Linked DNA regions of Ovis aries: region 1 is linked to region 2. The links are chromatin contacts, called in public Hi-C maps. All regions are on one chromosome and are shown on one strand. Each heading gives the region's core, a stretch centred on a gene start, on an enhancer-like site or on the middle of the called end of the contact. The rest is flanking DNA. Distances are from core to core; before and after follow the strand shown. Region 1 holds the start of NOTCH1 (notch receptor 1). Region 2 has its middle 38 kb from the start of EGFL7.

Evidence for each region. A called contact is a pair of places that touch in the nucleus more often than the background predicts.
Region 1: a Hi-C map of blood shows a contact between it and region 2, with 4 times the contacts expected there. The contact joins the promoter of NOTCH1 here to the enhancer-like site in region 2. A contact is called at or near these places in 9 of 16 Hi-C or Micro-C datasets (blood, hypothalamus, muscle and 3 more).

Annotation. Positions count from the first base shown.
Region 1 is chr3:2,961,834-2,967,925 of ARS-UI_Ramb_v3.0, forward strand. It overlaps NOTCH1 (notch receptor 1), which reads left to right and starts at 1,512. Exons shown (of 34, transcript XM_027966164.2): 1 at 1,512-1,835; 2 at 3,598-3,679. The coding sequence starts at 1,775.
Region 2 is chr3:2,899,072-2,905,897 of ARS-UI_Ramb_v3.0, forward strand. No RefSeq gene overlaps it. Among named protein-coding and RNA genes, the nearest start is that of EGFL7, 38 kb to the left of the region's middle. Within about 2 kb of position 5,145, at least 13 of the 54 cell types and tissues checked have an H3K27ac peak or open chromatin away from gene starts, as enhancers often do. A contact at or near this core is called in tail adipose tissue, where this site is marked.

The DNA of each region.
Region 1 (6,092 bases), core at 262-2,761, 59 kb after region 2:
GCCCTCCTCTGTCCATCCCTGGGAGAGGAGAGGCTGTGGTGTGCAGAGCCCTGAGACTGTGGTCTGGTTGTTGAGGGGTGGGCAGGGGAGGGACTTCGCAGCCGACCCCTCTTCCTGCTGCGGAAAATCTGCTCCTCCAGGCCGCCTGGCTGCTGATATGTAAACATCTCTGCTGCCTCCAGGCGCCTCCTCTCCCGGGCACTGACCCCGAGAGAAGTTACCCCAGGCTCTGAGAAGTGCCATGCCGTCAGCTTCCTGGAGGAGGCAGGCCAGGGAGGCTCCAGAAGCAGCTGGACAAGCTGTTCCTCCTGGTGCTCACAACTGCATCCCAGCTGCCCCCAGGTGCCCTGCAACAGGTGTACCAAGGAGGTTGGGCTGGTGCAACCTACCCACCAGCAGGCAAACCCCACTCTGCCCACCTCTCTGGGCCTCCCTGGCAAGGGCGGCTTCTCAGCCAGCCTCTGGGATTTCTACAGTCCTGAGGGTTCTCCTGCCAGGGAACCGCACGCCGGCTCACTGCCCTGTGTTGAGAGGCGGTGCTGTTCTGTACCCAGTGCGAGGCTGTAAACCAGCTTAGCAGGGACAATGGCAGGCATTTTGGACGCCCAGCACTTAACCCGGGCTGGCACAGGATGCCCAAATCTGGCGTTATGGTGCAGAAATAAGTCACCCGGAAGGAGCACGGGGGAGGGTCCAGGGCTGCCGGACCCACAGCGTGCTTCGCGGGCCACCTTAGGCTGGAGGCGCGGGAGAAGGGGTAGGACGGTGACCAAGGAGCGTCCGGAGGCGGTCCCTCCTGGGGGAGCTGGTGCTTAATCTTTCTGGCCGGGCGCTGGACCCAGGCTATTTCCTTGGGGGTCCCCAGGGTCCCTTTGGCAGAGGCTGCAGCCGCGGCACCACCATCTTTCAGGGTCAAATGGCCCGGTCTTCACAGCCACGGAGGTGGGGGCAGGTCTAGGCTGGAACTTTCAGAGGTTTTAAGTTGCTACCAGGGGGGCTCCTAGGATTAAAGCCCCGGGCCAGGGGTGACGCAGGGCTGCCGATGGAGCGACTTCTCCCAGAGCCTCTGTCCCAGGGACCCCCACACTCGCCTGCCCAGCCCAGCTCCTCTCGGGGACAGGCCTGTCAAAGGCGCCCCTTTCCTCGCTCCGCCTGCGCCTCCTCCGCTATTGAGATGTAAATCTGTGCCAATTGTCGCCGAGCGCGGCGGGAGCCCACAGCCGGATCCTTCCGCAACCCCGGAGCAAACTTTGGGTCTCCGAAAACTTTCGAACGAGAAGTAGTCCCTTAGGGCATGGGCCCCGACCCCGCTCCGCACGGCCGCGACCCCCACCCCCGCAGGACCCGGGCTCGGGACCCCGCGCCCCAGCCTGAGGAGGCGCGCGGCTGGTCGAGGAGAGCAGAGGGGCGCGGCCAGCAAGGGGGCGCGGGGTGCGGAGGGATCGGCGGGGGCGGGCCCCGGGGGCGGGGCCGGCGGGGCGGGGGCGGAGCGCGCGGCGGCCGGGCGCCTCACTAGTGCCTCGGCCACGGGAGGGAGCGCACGGGCCCCGGGATCGGGGCGCGGGCCGCGGGCGCAGCGTAGGAACGATCGCGGGCGCGGAACCGGGCCGGGGAGGCCGCGAGAGCCCAGGGACGCTCTCCAGCCGGAAGGAGAGGGCAGTAGCGGGCCGTCACCGCCCCTGGGACAGTCCCTCTGCGCTCGGGTGTGCCGGAGCCCCCGCCGGCCGGGCGCAGGAGGCCGCCCCCGGGCGCAGCGGGCAGCCGGTGGGCAGGCATGCCGCCGCTCCTGGCGCCCCTGCTCTGCCTGGCGCTGCTGCCCGCGCTCGCCGCACGAGGTAGGCGACTGCCCGCCGCGAGCCCGCAACTTTCCGCGCCTTCGGAAACTTTTGGCGGCGCCCTAGGCGCGAGTCCCCGGGTGCCTGGGAGCTGGCGGCCAGGGTGGGGAGGGGGACCGGGCGACCCGGGGCGGGCTAGGAGCCAGAGTCCCGGGCTCGGGGAGAAGGACTGACCCTCCCCCGCTCCGTTTGCCGGATCGGGACGGACTTGGCGGTGCTCGCGCCTGGAACCGAGTTTGGCGCCGGGTTTGAAGTCGGCTTTGAAGCCGGGCGTGGGCATCTGGGGGCCTGGGAGACCTAGCCCTGGGCTCGCCTTTCACCAGCCGCGCGTGGGGCTCGCTCCCGGGGCGGGCGGACGAGCTGCCTACTGCTTTTCGATTTGAATCGAGTCGGTTTTGGTTTCCTGTTGCTTTGGGGCCATTTATCTTTTTTCTTCGCCTCTTGCCCGCGCCGAGGGCGGATGTTGGGGCGCGGAGCCTGGGGTCCAGGGTGCCGCGATCGTCTTTACTGAACCGCACTGCGGGACCTGGCTGCCCAGCGTGTTGGGCAGAGGGGAGCAGGGTGGGCCAGGCGGCCCAGCCCGGCCTCCCTTCGGAGTAGAAGAGTTCGCGCAGGACCCGGGCGAGGGCCCAGACCCAGGTGTCCCCCCGCTCCTGGCCGCCCTGCCCGCGGTGTCCCCTCCCCACAGCGGGTCGCTACCCCTATCCTGGCTCACAGTTTTGGCGGGGTGGGGGTCTTGTGTGCAGAAGATTCAGCTGCTACTGATGAACTTTCACTTTGTGGAGTTCACGTTTGGAAACCTTGTAAGGGTTGCCGGGGCGGTCATTCCTCTCCGCTTCCCGTGGAGAGGAGCTCCGAGGAATCGGATGGTGATTAATGCTTCTCTTCCCCTAAAAGTTGGAGGGAGAGCTAGTTCCCTGCTTCCTGAAGATGGGGTTCCATGTCACACCCCATCCCCACCCCCCCCCCAGAGGGGGCTTAATTTACATAGCCTTGGTAAGAAGGGGGGGCAAGGGGGGGATTAATTGATCCCTTCCTGGGAATGAAGTCAAATTCCTTCCAAATGGAGCATCTTCAGCCTCGCCCCCAGCCCCTGGCTGTGTGTGGCAGGGGAGGCTGCCACTGAAGATGCCCACCCTGGGGAGCCGGTGTTGGGTGTCGGTGAAGGCGTGGCCAGGTCCCTGGGGTGCAGTCCTGGTGCCCCAGGAGGCGGCCCTGGCGCGACAATGGGCTGCTCTGATTCCTCCGCCTGGCGCTTTGTTGGCGGGCGGGGCAGCAGCCCTTGCAGCTGTCGCATTTTCCCACGAGCGGGGGAGCTGAGTGTGGCCAGCACCACCCCCCCCCCAAGCGCCACCCCTTGGAAGAACTTATTTGAACAGCAAGACAATCCTGGTGCTTGGATAGGGGCCCCAGCCCAGCCAAGGTCCCCAGTGAAGCCGGGGTGAGGGGTGAGAAGTTTGGGAGACTGGCCCAGGGTCATCCCAGCGTTTCTTCCCTGCTGTCTACAATGCATTTCAGGTCACTCCTCCCCACCCCTCTACCCACTTTGAGCGTGACCTCTCCACCTGCCACCCAGCCAGTCTATTCCTCCCCGTCCCATCTCTGATCCCAGAACTGTGGGCAGAATGTTGAGCCCCCTTAGGGTTCATGCAGGGCTTCCTGGGGGCCCCCTGCACCCAGTAACCCCATGACAGGAGGTGAAGGGTAGGCAGTGCCCCTGGAGGTGCGGGCCAGGCTGACCTCTCCTCTTGCCCCTCCCCAGGCCTGCGCTGCTCCCAGCCCGGTGAGACCTGCTTGAACGGCGGGAAGTGTGAAGCGTTCCCCAACGGCACCGAGGCCTGCATGTGAGTATGGGCCCCCGCGCCCCTGCAGGGACCTGTTGCTTTGTCGGAGCGGAGCCCCTGCCTTCTGCAGCGGGCCAGCGGGGGCAGAACACTAGGCCATTGTCTTCTGGAGATGGCCCAGAAGGCTGGGCGCGGTCACGTGCTGGTTTTATTGGACAAAGTCTGGCAATTACTTAATCACCAGCAATTACGCTGCGTGTGGAGCCCAGCCTGGCCTCTGGGGGTTCGAGCACTCCTTTGAGGACCACCTCAGGCTCCTGGGGTGCTAGGTGGGCATCCCTGCTCCCCCATTTCTTCCCAAAGTCCCTGAGACCTGCAGGGAGGCTCCAGAGCGTCTGCAGGGAGGCCGGGCCCGCCCCACCCTGCCAGCTGGGGGGAGTGCCTCTGCTGGGGGCAGGTGATGCTTGCTCCAGGCAGGTGAGCGCCTCCTGAACAGGAGGTGCCTCTCAGCGAGAAACTGACTAGTTCAAAAGCACACCCACCCTTTGCCACCCTCTGCCTTCCCTGGCCTCAGGTGAGGTTGGGGAAAGGAGGTTGGAACTCATCGTGGTGGCCGTGCCCGTCTCCGCAGGGGTATGGGTGGGAGTTCCTGCCAGGAGCTCTGTCTCTGTCCCCAGCTCTGACCTCCCAGGCCCTTCGCCTTCCCAGCCCTGGGTCTTCAGCTGTGAACGGGGGTGGGGGGCGGGGGTGGCGGTGGTGTCAGGGAACCTGGTTAGGATCTATCGCCTGCCTGCCCGCCTGCGAGTACTGGCAAGCCTCTCGGGAAGTTTTTCTGCTGTGGCTGATGCCCTTCAACTTGAGTTCGTCCCTGATGGGAATACCGAGCAGGTTCCTGGCGGCTGGAGAAACGCCCCCTCCCCAGGCTGCAGAAGTGAGTCCCCAGCCGGGCTGGTGCGCCCTCATTCCAACTGCTGACGGCCCATTCCCTTGACAACCCCCAGCCCGGGCTCCCTGCCGGCCCAGCCAGTGGGCAAGCAGCCCCCTCCTCCCCGCTACCCCGGCCCCAGACTGAAGCCAATTAAGCAGGTCTGTGAGCAGTTTAATGGACAAAATGCATTGTGTCTCTGTCAGACACTAATGAATGCGCACTACTTTCTTTTTTTTTTTTGCTTTTTTTGGGGCCTTTTTCTCCTCCTGCAGAAGCCTCACCGACGCTTGATGCCCTAAATCTTGTTTCCTTTCATTGAGAGACCGACAGCTGGGATTCAGTGGAAGTGCAGGGGCTATTGTTGGGGAGGCGGATTAATGCTGGGTGATTAAGTATGCGTGGCTTCCCAGAATGCCCACTCCCTTCCCTGCCGTTCGGCTCGGCTCACTGGGATGTACGTGCGTGTAGGGCTGGGGGCAGTCTCCGTGTTTCTGCAGAGGGCTCTGGGGAGGTCAGGGGCAGTGCTGGGCTGGGGGAAGTAGGAGCCGTCTCTCCTTGCGCCATCACCGGGGGATTGGGACGGGGCAGCCTGGGGCCCCCTGCCCCAGACCAGTGCTCCGGCCGCACGCTGCCCTCGCTGCTGCAGCTCTCACCGCTGGCCTCCGGGTGAGGCGCTTCAAAGGGATGGGGTTGGGGGAGGCTCTCCCACCCCCAAACCTGGGCAACTTTGGGAGTTCCTGCCTCCCCAAGCCAGGCCCCGGATCAGGGCTAGGGTGCCGGCCTTTTTCCTCCCTTTGGCCTGGTGCTTCCCCCCACCACCACCTTGGCGGGAAGCCTGCCTGTCTGGCCTGGCAGCCCGCCTCGCTCAGCCCACAGAGACCCCATTGTGAGCACCCTGCAGACCCACTGGGAAGTTGAACGGAAGTGCCGTCCTTGCGGGCCCCAGCTCTGGGTGCCTCAGGCTGGAGGCAAGGGATCAGCCATGACGACTGGCCAGGCCCAGCCGTGGGGAGGCCCCAGTCCAGGCTCGTGGGGCAGGGTGGGGGCACTGTGGCCACCCCCAGGGTCCGCGCCGTCTCGCTCTCACCCACCACCCACCGGTCTGCAGAGGTTCTGCTGGCGGGGGCAGCCCGGCTCTCTGGGCTAAAGGGGAGAGCCGCTGTCTTCCCTCCAGGGTGTCTGGGTCTCAGGCCGACCTGGGTGTGAACCCTGGCTCTGCAGCCTCCAGCCGGGACCCGCAGAAAGTTCTGTGACTTTCCTGCTGCTTCCCCTGTGGCCAGGGCGTGGGAATCGGGGCTGTCATGTGCCAGGCGCATTCATGCCAGGTGACTCATCTGTTTCCACCCAGAGAGAGGGAACCTTCCCCAGAAGCCACCGGTCAGGTGTCTACAGGGCTCGGGGTCGGAAAAAGAGGTTTGTGTTGTTGCGAAGGCCCTTCAGGAAGTCCCAGAGAGCGGGGCCGGGCCGCCTGAAGGCCATGAGTCTCTGGGGGCAGAGCCCTCTGCCCTGAGGAGGGTGGCTGTGTGTGGTGGCCCCAGCAGGCGG
Region 2 (6,826 bases), core at 3,895-6,394:
TGGGAATCAGGGGCCCCATGCCTCTGTCCCCCCAGCCCATCGGCTTCAGGGGCCCTTAGGAACTTCTGACCTGCTGCCCCAAAGGCACAGCCACGGCGCTGCAGGGCCCGAGATCCCACAGTGGGGACCTCCTACTGGAGCCTCCCGGGGGCCCTGGGGTAGCTGTCCCGTCACCCTACTCTGCAGAGGGGAAAAGTGAGGTCACACGCCGACCTTGCCCCGGGCTCCGACGAGGCGCTGAGCACCATGCGTACACACAGGTGTCCCAGCTCACTTCTCTGGATGAGCTGGATCCCCAGCCTCAAAGCGGGGGAAACAGGACGAGAGGGGCAGGGCCTTGGCCCCCGGGCCTGGGTCCCACTCGAAGAAGGGTGGGAACCTGCCTCCTGCTGCCCACCCATGCTCTCCGCCTCCCCCCCCAGCGGGGGTGGGTGGGTGCCAAGGTGGATAGACGGGCTGGGACACGTGCCAGGCGTGGGCTGGGCCTCCTGCAGCTGCTCAGCCGGTGTTGCAACCCGGCGTCCCCCCCTCCAGGCCATGTCTTGACTTGCAGTGGCCCCTGCCTCCAGGCCCAGAGGAAGGCCTCGCCCACCTTCCTGGGATCGGGGTGACAAGTCCCAGCATGGCAGGGTCTGCTGTGCCAGCTCCGAGCGTGAGAAAACGCTGAGCTGAGGAGGAAGGTGTGGCAGGTGGGAGTGTGAGTGCCAGCTGGTGTCCACCCTCCTGGCGCCCAAGAGGAGGCCAGGCCAGCCCTGGCCGCTTCCCTGGCCCTTCCCAGACTGGCCTGGAGGCCATGCCCAGCTCGGTCCCCTCCAGCAAGCACCCCCTGCTGCAGCTCTCTCCATCCCATCGACTCTGCCCCCCAAAGCAGAGCGCAGCTGCATGCAGCTGGTGACCACGATTGTCTCCAGCAGGAGGTTCAGCAGGGCAGTCGGGCCATGCGGCCAGCGGGGGTCTGTAGAGGCGGGCTGTCAGAGCGCGTCCCTCTCAGCAGGGTCGCTGAAATCCGAGCTATTCTGGCCCTTGGGGACTGGTGTGGAGGCCTGAGAGGCTGCTGCTCCCCAATGTGGGGGAACATAGGGGAGCCCCAAACCCCAGAGGGCCCTTGAGCCCTCTGGCTCATGGAAACCTGGTGTCTGGGTCCCTGGTTCACTGGAAAGAAGCAGGGAAGAAGACAGTGGGGGCCCAGAGCCAGGGGGATGCGGGTGGGCGCCTCCCTGAACCCTGACTCCCAAGGGAGTGTGAGCCAGCGGGGGGCAGCGCGGCTGTCCTTGGAGCCGCCAGCTGCAGTGGGCTCTGCCCAGGCATGTGCCGCCCTCGGCACCCGGAGCTGCCTCTGTGGGAATGGGCTGGGGGAGAAGGGACTGCCCAGCGCCGTCAGTGGGCCTGGGGCCCCCAGTGAGCCTCCGGAGTCACCTGGGCTTCAGATGTCTCGAGGGCCTGGCCAGGCCCCACAAAGGCCCATCATGACTCCCGCAAGGCTAAGGGAGATACAGGCTCTTCTCAGGAGCCCTGGAGGAGGCCCTTGAATTCCAGCGCTACTTGGAGTGGGCGGCGGGCGGCGGGCGGCCATAAGAGCAGAAGCGCAGTGGGGAGGGACACTGAGCTCGCTGGCCCTGGCTCTGGACTGTGCCCCTGATCAGAGGCTCCCCGGACCCTCTGTCCCCTACCTCCCAGCTCCACTCTTGGCCCCAGTCCTTGGTCCTCTCCCCAGCAAAACCTGACGTCCAGGCCCCTTTCGCCCCCCTGCCTCCTCCAAACGTCCGCGGGGTTGCAGAGTGACAGAGCCTGCAGACTACGAGGCCAGGACATGGGGAGGGAAAGATGTCTCAGGGACCAGGAGGTGGCAGCACGGGGTGACTGGGGTGCCGACAGGGACAGCAGAGGCCACAGGAGCACGGAGCTCGCGGCGGAGCTGAGACAGGCTGAGAGCCGCGGAGGGGCGTGTCGGGGGCAGAGCAGTCAAGCTTCATCCCTTGGGGTGGGGAGCGGGGGGCACGTTGCTCCAGGTCTAAGCCGGGTCTTAAGGAGGGGCTCTGATTCGAGGTTTAGAAAGATGCTTGGTGTAGGCAGGGCCGCTGCCCTGATGGCTTCCGGCCCCTTGCGCAGTGCCCAACCTGCGCACCCATGCAGGGCGGCCCTGCGGGCTTCAGTGTGGAGAGCAGCTAGAGGACCCTGGGCCTCATGCAGAGAGGGGACTGCCTGCCTCCAGGAGGCTTCTGGCTGCCGGGCCAATCCCCTCCCCCGCTAAACCCACTGTGAGGGCCCTGCTCCAGCAGCTCCACGGGGAGGAGGCCCACGGCTTGTTTATCCCTTGTCCCTGCAGCTCCTTTGACATCTGCTGTGGAGGAAGGAAGGCCCCTGTCACCAGCCCCACCTGCAGGGGCCACTGCTGGGAACAGGAAGCCAGGGTATCAGGTCGCCTGCCCACCTGCCCACCTGCCCTGGCCTGCCCCACCCCCACCACCCAAGAGGAGCAGGGGGCTGGGGGGGACGGAGGCTGGGCTTGAGGCTGGAGGGTCCTGGGGTGTCCGGTGCCCCCTCCCCGGGCAGACCTGCTGCTTCTGCCCAGCTCTGATCACTCAGGTCCTGGAGAAGTCCCCCGAGGCCCGGACATGCCCGCCTAGCATCCCACACCATCCCAAGGTGTTCAGGGTCCCTTTCCCACAGGCCGCACAGAGCCCCTTCTCCCAGGAGACAGGGGGGCTTCCTGGGGCAGCCCCCAGCCTAGGGGAGGGGCTCCCCGCCCCTCTCTCAGGGGAGCAGCACGCGTGGCACCACTTCTGGAGGAGGCCGGGGTGGGGGCCCAGCCCAGGTAGGCACGCTGAGGGGCCAGCACTGGGTGGACTCGCCCCAGACTGCCAGAGGGTCAGGGGCTGGCTTCATCTGCTGTCCTGGCCGGCTGGTGGGACAGAGGCCTTTGTGGAGGGTCCCGTTTCAGAGCCCCTTTGCCTGGGAGGTGGTGCCCACTGCTGCCCCTTGGAGAACCTGCGGGCAGGACCACAGCTCCTCCACGGAGCCTTGGACTGGCTGCCCGCCACGGCAAGGAGCCGAACGACACAGACAGCGGGGGCACGTCGGGGCCTGAGCCTGAGATCGGGTTTCTGGGCAGCCCTCAGCGCGTGTCGCAAGAGTGGGCAGGAAGACAGCCCCGGGCGCCGGGTGGGTCCGGGCTGGGGGCCCTGGAAGGCCCTTCGCGTGGGAAGAGGGGCTTTGTGTATCCCGTTCTTCTAGGCACTCTCCGCTCTCACGAGCCCCTGGCGCCCCGGGTGGGCGGGGCGGGTGTCTCCTTCCCCTGCCCGGGCCAGGAGTCACGTGCTGGGCCTGGCACAGGGGAGGCCTGCCTGGGGCGTGGGGCTCCGGCCGGCCGGTCCCTGGCAGAGCTGGGCTGCCCTGGGAGCCCCAGGCCGGGCTGGGCACACCCCTTCGATCCTGAAGCCTCCTTCCCAGGGGAGAACACCCAGCCAGGCCTGCAGACAGTGTGGCCTGTCGCGGGAAGATGGTCCTTGGGGCAGGAAGCCGGGAGAGTGAGCCCCAGTCTGGGTTCTTGCTCAACATACCTGGGCCCCGGGCAACCCAGCCCTGGGCCTCCTCTGCACTAGGACACTCAACTCATCTCCCCTCCCAGCGAACGCTGGGCTGAGCTGCTCCACCGAGGCCGGGCCGCCCTCCCAGGGGCCCACCTCCCTTTGCTGTGGCCTGGCCTGGCCTGGCGGATCTTCCCTCCCCAGCTGGGAGCTGGCCCCCTGGCCTTATTCCCAGCATCTATCTCTGCTCTGGGCAATTATCTTGGGCTGGGCGAGGCTGCACCAGATAACGGGTACTGGGCGGGCTGGAAACGCCTCGGGCACCCCCACCCCCATGCCCAGCCTGGGTCTGGTGAGGTCAGGATCTCCGTGGCTCCTGATAACCTGCCTGGCCGGGACCTCTGGGCTCTGTATCTAGCGCCCTGTTGGGGGAGCCGAGATAACCAGGGTCCAGCCGACCCAGATCTGATCTGCCCTGGGTCTGGGAGTCCTGGGGGAGGGCCTGCAGGCCCCATTCCTCACTCTAGGGCTGTCCTCTGGGGGGCTGTCGCCGCTGGGGGGTGCTGGGGACATGGTAACCCCCGCCTCCTCCACCCAGCCCTGTGCTGGGCAAAGCTGGGGGGAAGTCCCGCCAGCCAGGAGCTGTGGGAGGAGCTGGCATGAGGTCACCACACTGTTGCTCCTGGGCCCTGCTGGGCCCGGCTTCCTGGCACACGAAGCCTGGGCCCGGCTCGTGCTGCCCTGGCCTGGGCCCCCGCGGCTTGCAATGACCTCTCTCAGCTTCTCCCCGCACGGTTCCCCCAGAGCCTCCCAGCCCACCTAGGGCTCTCCTCTCAGCAAGGAGCCCTGAGGGCCCTCCCAGACCGAGGGCTCTGGCCTCATCTCAGGGGGCTCCTGGCCAGTGAGTAGACCCCACCATGACCCCCGAGTGGACCCCTTCATGTCCCGCATCATCACCCCGGAGTGGACCCTGTCATGACCCCCTTCATGACCCTGTCATGACCCCGTGCACAGAGGGGGAAGGGTGTTGCCACAGGGTGCGCTCAAAGGAGGGTCAGTCGGGATTCGAACCCAGGTCTGTTTTCAAAGGCAGAGCCCGGCTCTGACCGAGGGCCTAGGCCTCCTGCTCTGTCCTGGGGGACCGAGGGCCGGAAGGGCGACATGGCAGGAAGTAGGCTGGGACGGGTCCCCCAGGACGCACAGTGGCCACTAAAGCGTGGGGTGGGGGGTGACCTGTACCCTGGGAGCCCCCAGGCCAGGACGCCCTGGAGCTGGGGGTGGTAAGCGAGGCCTCAGTGGCCGGAGTGGGGGCTGGGACCCCACTGGCCGGCTCAAGTCGGGCTGACCTGTCGTGGTGGCTCACCTGGGGCCACCGGGACCAGTGGGCTGCCTCCGGCGTGACCCCTTGGCCCTCCCGTTGCGTGCAGCCACAGGCGGCCAACTTTCCGGACCCCAGCTTCATTGCACAAGCTCCTGAGGTCGTCAGCACCGAGGACTGGCTTGCACCACCAAGTTCCCAGCCCAGCTTCCTCTTTGCTCTGCTGACGATCTCATGAGTGGCTCTCTGGGCTGGGAGGGTGTGGACCTCTGAGCCCTTGGCAAGTCCCAGAAGCTGCCTCCTGGGCTCCTGAGATGGGTGGGGAGCGTGCCGAGCCCGGAACAGCCTCGGTCTGCCTAGGGCTCAGCCTACATGTCTCCGGGGCTCGCCGGTGAACCCTGGCACATGAAGCCTCTTGGACCCACTGTGCAAATGGGAAACAGACCCACACGAAGGGAGCAGAAGCCCTAGAAACTTCTTGTCCATGGGCTCATCTGCTGTCTTCCAAAAATCGAAGCTAAACAAACCTGATCAGCCAATAGGACAAGCATCTTCCCTCCTCACACGGGGAAAACTGGGGTCAAAAGAAGTGCCTAGCCTCCACGCGCCCCTGAAATTCCTCTTCCTCCCCCCAAAAGTCCTCCCAGACTACATTGCCTCAACGGGCCCTCAGCCTCCTTAGGCGATAGGGCATCCGGCCTACCTGCTGCTATGCCCTGCACACTCACAGCCACCCCGCGCCCTGCCTGTCCAGCAGGGGCCCTTTCAGGCTGCTCGGGGACACTGCGTCCTCTTTCTCCTCTGCTGGCCTCGGCACTGATGCGGTGTCCCTAAATGTTTGCTGGTTGCCTCCTTTTCTTCACCTGCAGGAAGGGTGATGGCTTCGCTCAAGGAGTGAGGATGGGGGAGGTGGTTCATCTGTGACCTGTGAGCGCCCCCGACCCGGGGTTCCCAAACCCTGGGCTCCGAGCCCTTGGGGTTGGGGGGTGTTGGCCTGCGGCCGAGGCAGGGCAGGTAGCACGTGTGGGGCCAGGCCTGACCTCAACCAAAGGGCGCTCGTTGACAAAACAGGCTGTGCTGCTCGGCACAGGCAAACCAGCAGACACACGGAAGGGAAGAAAGGAAAAAACACGGGCAGGCAGGCGGCCTGGAGCTCTGTGCTGGCGGCTACCCAGTCCCCCAGCTCTGCTCCCTGCCATGTGGTTCTCACGGAGCTGGAGCTGCCCTGGGCGGACGCCTCGCAGCCTGTGGCCTTTCCCCCGTCTTATGGCCGGTCCTACACATGTGTTTTCATTGTGTGTTAGTTACTCAGTCGTGTCTGACGCTGTGCGACCCCATGGACATTAGTCCACCAGGCTCCTCTGTCCGTAGGATTCTCCAGGCAGGAATACTGGAGCGAGTAGCCATTCCCTTTTCCAGGGGATCTTCCCAATCCAGGGATTGAACCCGGGTCTCCTGCGTTGCAGGCAGATTCTTTACCATCTTAGCCCCCAGGGAAGCCCCCCATGCATATTGTTGTTCAGTCACTGAGTTGTGTCTAATTCTTTATGACCCCATGGACTGCAGCATGCCAGGCCTCCCTGTCCTTCACCACCTCCCAGAGTCTGCTCAAAATTATGCCCATTGAGTCGGCCTACGCGTGGTGCCTGACAGTAAAGATAAGTTCATGGTGCCTTGTCCTTTAAAAGACTGAAGCTTCGTTCAGGCCAGGCCCTCCTCCACACTTCTGCAGAGTAATTAGCCAGGCGGCCACCAGGGGCCCCAGCAGACCCCCGCCCCACCCCCAGCTTCTGCCCAGCTGCCCATGGGCCTCAGAAAAGCCTCCCTTTGGGCCTGAGCAGGCCCGGACCTCGCGTCTCCTTTCTCTCATCCCTTTCTTCTGGTTTCGGCTGGTGGGGAATTTATTGCCCTGAAATACAGGTTCCAGCCCTGGCTTGCCCCTCCCTGCACCTGTCCAGGAGGCCTCCTGCTCGCCTTCCCC